Regions from separate parts of the Macaca mulatta genome. Here region 1 is linked to region 2. A link is a contact called in public Hi-C data. All regions are on one chromosome and are shown on one strand. The core of a region is the stretch at or near the end of the contact, and the rest is flanking DNA. Distances in the headings are between cores, read along the strand shown. Region 1 holds the start of OXA1L (OXA1L mitochondrial inner membrane protein). Region 2 holds the start of DAD1 (defender against cell death 1).

Region 1 (3,313 bases), core at 70-2,569, 180 kb before region 2:
ACCGCTGCGGGTGAGGGAGTTGCAGGAACAACAGGAGGGGCCTGAACCTGTGTGAAAGAAAGCCTTGTATATTTATTCAGTAGTGAACACATAGAAAGTGAGACCTTCTTAAAATAACCAGTACTGGGTTCTGTTCTCTCTACTTCTTGTTCTTCCAGGTTACCCTAGTGTACATAGAATTCAAGCTTAAAAAGGACATCTCATTTTTATCAATAGGTAGGAAGAGAAGTTACTTTGAGTAAGATTCCATGACTTCCCTTCATGCTGGGAAGTTATTTCTTTTATCACTGTTTCCCAAACTTCAGCCATTTGAATATCACTATTATGATTTTTACCATATATTAACATGAAACAATTACTTTTCTTTAAAACAGCTCAGAAAACCAAATATAACATCTCTCCTGTTGTACTTCCAATCATTTCCCCACTGAATTGAAAATTCATCCCAAGCAGAGATGCTACCGTTTTGGAGAGCTGTGTGGAGCGTGGACAAGAACTCTGCTTCATATTCCCCCTGCTCCCAAACAAAACAGAATATGAAACCAACCGGGAAACACCACTCCTAATATTGCAGGAACGAAAGGCCTCTTACCTGGACTTCTGCAAACGAGATGGCAGAGGTACTGAGGCTGCGGGGGCCGGAAGCCGCAAGGAAGAGGTAGTGTGGGCGACAGCAGCACCGGGCTGCTGGGAATAGGAGCCGTGCGGTCAGCGGTTTCCCGAGCCATTGCGAGGGCCCTGTGACGCTGTGGACCTAAGCGTGTAAAAGGATGATGGAGCCCCTTTACCGGGAGCAGAAGTCCTCGCGTAGGGGCAAAGGGGATTCGTTATGCTAACTTCCCAAAAAGCAAGCAGCCCGGCCACTACAGGTGCAGACATTGCTTTTACCGCGCGCAGACCGCTAGCCCGAAGGCATGCAGCTGGTGATGCCTGCAGAGCAAAGGCTGAATCCGGGTTCGCCGCATCTCAGTTATCGTAGACCCGCATCGGGGGGCCCTGAGAACTAGGCCGAGGTGCTGTCGCCAGGGGCGAAGCCAATTCCAGAAGCTGACACCGGGCTGCTGGGCCCACAGTGTTGGGGACTAACCCTAGCGCGTCCTCACAAGACCCGAGGTCATGACATTCAGGTCCCGGTGAGCGGGTCAGCGTCTGCTCATATCCCTAGCACGAGCTGTCCTGGGGCTTGGTTCACTGGGTGAGGGCAGCATCCCGGTGCTCAGCCCCGGGGCATCCTTACCCGACGCCCGGACTGTAGCAGGCGCAGAACCTCCCGGCGTCCGCACATCAGTCCCATCGCCATTTTGTCCGGAAGAGGACTTACTTTTGCGCCTGCGCACTAAGAACCACAATCCCGCGAGAGGAAGCACTTTTGGAAGCGGGCATGAAGCCAGAGTTGTTGCCGTAGATCAGGTGGTAAAAGAGAACGGAGCTTGGCGGCCATATTTGAAGTGGGTAAAAATCTGAAAAGCCGCGTTACCATGAGCACGCAGAGAGCCTTTTCTGGAGATTGAAAGGAAGTGGAAGAGCCAGGTTAGCTATCATCGTAAGCTATCATCGTTTGTGATGGCGTAAACCTGGGTAATTTTCCTCTAATGTCGCGATTGTCCTCTGATTCGTCAGTTTAAAAATAGCCTCAGAAAAGTCTTGGCTGTACTTGCAGAGGATTTTTCCCACTCAATGATGTTCGATTCTTTTGATTCTTATTGCTAGGTAAATTGTAATCGCAGGTCCAATGAAATTTGAGGGTAGTCTAGAGTCTGACAGAAATGAAGAGAAGGCAGCCGCTGGGAAATATTTTCCTCCCAGGTAAAAAGACAAAGCTTCCAGAGACTTCACCTTTCCATTTTTTCTTCTGTAAGTGGGGTGGTGTGAGGACTGACCATGAGGGGACAAGTTTCGAGATGAAAAGCTCACGTGCAGGCCGGGCGCGGTGGCTCAGGCCTGTAATCCCAGCACTTTGGGAGGCCGAGGCGGGTGGATCACGAGGTCAAGAGATCGAGACTAGGATATCCTGGCCAACATGGTGAAACCCCATCTCTACTAAAAATACAAAAATTAGCCGAGCATTGTGGCGGGCGCCTGTAATCCCAGCTACTTGGGAGGCTGAGGCAGGAGAATCACTTGAACCCGGGAGGCAGAGGTTGCAGTGAGCCGGGATTTTGCCACTGCACTTAAGCCTGGCGATAGAGTGAGACTCCATCTCAAAAAAAAAAAAAAAAAAAAAAAAAAAAGAAAAACTCACGTGCTGAAGATGGTTGAGGGCAAAGATAGAAAACACCCAAATACTTGATGATATCATTGAGCTGATGTACCATGCTTGGAACCGTCTATCTCCAGACTTTGTTGTGTAAGGTAATTAAAGGTCTTAGCAGGGTGCAGTGGCTCACGCCTGTAATCTCATCACTTTGGGAGGCCAAGGCTGGTGGATTACTAGGTCAAGAGATCGAGACCAGCCTGGCCAACATGGTGAAATCCCATCTCTACTGAAAATACGACAAACAAAAAAACTAGCCGGGCGTGGTGGTGCGTACCTGTAGTCCCAGCTACTAGGGAGGCTGAGGCAGGAGAATTGCTTGAACCCAGGAGGTGGAGGTTGCAGTGAGCTGAGGTGGAGCCACTGCACTCCAGCCTGGGCGACAGAGTGAGACTCCATCTCAAAAAAAAAAAAAAAAAAAAAAAGGCCGGGGGCGGTGGCTCAAGCCTGTAATCCCAGCACTTTGGGAGGCCGAGACGGGCGGATCACGAGGTCAGGAGATCGAGACCATCCTGGCTAACACGGTGAAACCCCGTCTCTACTAAAAAATACAAAAAACTAGCCGGGCGAGGTGGCGGGCGCCTGTAGTCCCAGCTACTCGGGAGGCTGAGGCAGGAGAATGGTCTAAACCCGGGAGGCGGAGCTTGCAGTGAGCTGAGATCCGGCCACTGCACCCCAGCCTGGGCGACAGAGCAAGACTCTGTCTCAAAAAAAAAAAAAAAAAAAAAAGGAAAAAAAAGATAATTAAAGGTCTTTACTGTTTAGACTCTAAATCTGTTGCTTGGGTGTTCTGTTTCTTGAAGTTAAAAGCATTCATCTCCAGGGAAAAAACTTACTGCTCAGAAAAGTGGAGTTCATTATATTTGAACCATTATAAAGTCTCTCAATATGCAGATTACTTTCTAAACAACAAACTAGTTTCAGAAAGATACAATAACCTGAAATTATTTCAGTGACTGCTAATTTGGGACAATTATGAATGTACCTGACAGATACGGCAAAAATAGGAGGCAAAGAAATATAATACTGATTTAGTAATAATTAATGGTATGAGCTGAC
Region 2 (3,503 bases), core at 686-3,185:
AAATGTTTCAATGATTATAGAATCATAAACCGAATAGGCCTTTTCTTGCTGTTTTAAGTAGTTCAGAAAAGCTCTAGTGTAGTATATTGGTGTGACTAGCAGGTCTCAGAAACAAATGCATTCGATAAGTGCATTTGATGTTTTTCATCTCTTCTTCTTCTTTCCTGTGAGAGTTCCTGGGGAGATCTTAATGATGATAGTTGACATAGATCAAAGGCAGACAAAACATTAAGGGAGAAACCGCTGGAAGGAGCCTGGCTGATGGAACAGAAACTCCCTGAAGAATCCACACCTGAATGATTAAAAAGCGTCAGCCTAGCCTGTAAAGTTTGAAGTTGAATATTCGTGAGGAATCTACCCTCCTACTTGTTGATGAGGCAGAGAGAAAGGTTCAACTTGTCAGAGAAATTTATGCTTCCTGCCATATTATATTGAAATAGGAACCAGCTTGTTATCTACTCTTTTTTTTTTTTTTTTTTCCTTCTCAGCAACATAGGTTTAGGCTGACTTATGTTCAAATAACTGCACAAATCTCCATGGGTATGAATATAAATCTATCTCTTCAGATAGACTGTAAAGGTTTCTTAGGTTATTTCTCTTATTCCTAGAACTTAAGTAAGGCTTTGCTGACCACTGATAATACATTTGTTAGTTAACGCGTATACAGTTTCCAGTCTAAAGGCAAATAAAAAGTGAAAAGGGGCTGGCAGGTTGGCTCACTCCTGTAATCCCAGCACTTTGGGAGGCTGAAGCAGGCAGATCACCTGAGGTCAGAAGTTTGAGACCAGCCTGGCCAACATGGCAAAACCCCTGTTTCTACTAAAAATACAAAAATTAGCCGGGCATGGTGGCAGGTGCCTGTAATCCCAGCTACTCAGGAGGCTGAGGCAGGAGAATGGCTTGAACCCAGGCGGTGGAGGATGCAGTGAGCTGAGATCGTGCCATTCATCGCACTCCAGTCTGGGTAACAAGAGCAAAACCCCATCTGAAAAAAAAAAAGTGAAAAGGTTGGAATGCTGTTGTTCACTTGCTGTTTTAGGAATTTTGCTCACGTACAGTTCAAATTATTTAGAAGTGAAAATAAAGTACCTGGTTATGTATAGAAAAACTTACAGCTAAAAGGTGAGATGAACTAGGTCTACAAGGTTGGATTGATGTGAAATTAAAAGGGCCACGAAAGCCAGAACTTAAGTTTTTTTTAAAAAAAAGGTAAAACGGGCCCGGTGCGGTGGCTCATGCCTGTAATCCCAGCACCTTGGGAGGCCGAGGCAGGCGGATCACAAGGTCAGGAGTTCGAGACCAGCCTAGCCAACATGGTGAAACCCCGTCTCTACTGAAAATACAAAAATTAGCCGGGCGTGGTGGCGCGCGCCTGTAGTCCCAGCTACTAGGGAGGCGGAGCCAAGTAGTGAGCCAAGATCGCGCCACTGCACTCCAGCCTGGGCGACAGAGCAAGACTAAAAAAAAAAAAAAAAAAGTTAAGACGCTCAAACTAATCCCACTTGTTAAAATACAAAACCTGAAACTATTTCAGTTTCTTCTGTAAACTGAGTTGGAGACAGTAGGGTTTAACTAGGAATGCTCTTTTGGGCCTTTCGGCGCTGAAGTCCTGCGATATTACACCAGGTTCAAGATACCAGCTTGTGGAAAGAGAGCTGCTAAACTTGGCCATATGCTTTTTGCACGATATTCGACCACTATCCCTCACTTCACCAGTTCTTTTAAGGCTGCAAATACATCTGACTCACGTGAGTCCCTACAAGTGAGTACAACGTCGGGCCCCAAGGAGGCGCCCATAAATATTGGCACTGCAGGGCCAAATCTCGAGTTCCAGTTCAGAACCCTGCAGAGGTCAGGATTCCTCCCTGCCTCCCGCCCCTCACCACACCCACTCACTCCCCCAAGTAATTAAGTCTAAACTGGGGCCTGCACAGTTATTGGCCGCTCTGGGTCTCACTGCGGATGAACTTGATTTGTTCCAATGATCTGTGACAGACATCTGCAAACAGCGCCCTTAACAGAATTAGGGTCAGGCTGTTATCAAACCCCAGGAACGCCAGGCATTGCCTCAAAGTAGATGCAAACCGTTAAATCTTCCAGGACTCTGGCTCCCTCCGGTTAGCTACGCCGTCCGCAGTAAAGCCTATTCCCCTCTTCCTCCCACTGTGTCCTGTTGCCAGAGCAACTGTGGGCGTCACCAATCTGACGGGCGGAAACAGAACAAAAAGAGTACACGTCCCCAGCTCATTGATAGGGCCGTGCGCAGACGCATTAACTTTTCCGAGTTGTAGTTGGGACTATTGACGCAGTCCACGTCTGCGCAGTAGTTGTTACGCGCCCTGGCCTGCCTCAGCGCCTGCGCAAATTGGCACACCGGAGGCGCGGAGTTAGATCACGACGGTGCGCAAGCGCAAACAGCACATCCGGTGTGGTCGACGGGTCCTCTAGGAGTTTTGGGCGCGCGGACCGGAGTACCTTGCGTGTAGTTATGTCGGCGTCGGTAGTGTCTGTCATTTCGCGTTTCTTAGAAGAGTACTTGAGCTCCACTCCGCAGCGTCTGAAGTTGCTGGACGCGTACCTGCTGTATATACTGCTGACCGGGGCGCTGCAATTCGGTTACTGTCTCCTCGTGGGAACCTTCCCCTTCAACTCTTTTCTCTCGGGCTTCATCTCTTGTGTGGGGAGTTTCATCCTAGCGGGTAATGGTTCTATAAGTGATCATAATAATAATGTGTTACTTTGGTGTGCTACTTTTGTTTTCATAGTACTCTATATCAGACCACCGCCCCTTGAAGTTATGAGAAGAGCCTGCATTGCTCTTTTTTTGTGAATGGGGAAATTGAGGCCCAGAAAGCTTAGATCACATGCCTAATACCAAACGGCTGTGTAGGAGTTGGACTTAAATGTCTAAAGAAACCACCTTCGTGCTGCTACTCCACCTGGTGATCCACTTCACTTAATATTGGTCCGGGGAAAACCCTATTCCAACTTTAACTTAGGTTTAACACAAGTCTAAAATTAGTAGACTTTTCAAATGAAAAATCCAACCTTGAATCATTTCTGTCATCTTGACCTAATCATTACCAATCTCCGGTAAAACGTTTCAATGAAAGTGCAAAGAATATAAATGCTGGTGCTTTTCTTGTTGAATTATCCTTTACTTGATTTTGCCTTTTAGCTGCTACTACTTTTTTTCTTGTAGAGGAAGTTATTTCACTGTCTTAAACCCAATTTTTGTTCACATAATTCTATTTTAGCCTTATTTTTCCTTTTGATTCCAGGATTTGGTAACCTTGTGGACTGCTATATTTAGCGAGAACTGTCGCCATCAATTTTTGTCAAAATCTGACTTTTCTTGCCCAATGGGGATTCAGTGAATACTGAAAACAGGCGTGGCCTCTATCGCTGGTATCACCTGCTACTTTGACTTTGAAAACATGCCAGCATTCATGGTTTCTTTTCAGTGTGATCATCAGTCAGGTCATCAGTTATATTTTCAGTCC

What was found. Hi-C and Micro-C count contacts between places; a contact is called where the count stands out from the background.
Region 1: a Hi-C map of fetal cortex germinal zone shows a contact between it and region 2, with 2.0 times the contacts expected there. The contact joins the promoter of OXA1L here to the promoter of DAD1 in region 2. A contact is called at or near these places in 3 of 14 Hi-C or Micro-C datasets (cortical neurons, fetal cortex germinal zone and fetal cortical plate).

The regions. Positions count from the first base shown.
Region 1 is chr7:95,839,263-95,842,575 of T2T-MMU8v2.0, reverse strand. OXA1L (OXA1L mitochondrial inner membrane protein) reads right to left here and starts at 1,319. Exons shown (of 10, transcript XM_077940624.1): 1 at 1,238-1,319; 2 at 527-754; 3 at 1-123. The coding sequence starts at 92. It overlaps LOC106999355 (a long non-coding RNA gene), which reads left to right and starts at 1,440. Exons shown (of 2, transcript XR_001446153.3): 1 at 1,440-1,530.
Region 2 is chr7:95,657,707-95,661,209 of T2T-MMU8v2.0, reverse strand. It overlaps DAD1 (defender against cell death 1), which reads left to right and starts at 1,935. Exons shown (of 4, transcript NM_001194131.2): 1 at 1,935-1,950; 2 at 2,419-2,699. The coding sequence starts at 2,489. LOC144330171 (a long non-coding RNA gene) reads right to left here. Exons shown (of 3, transcript XR_013396085.1): 3 at 2,437-3,503.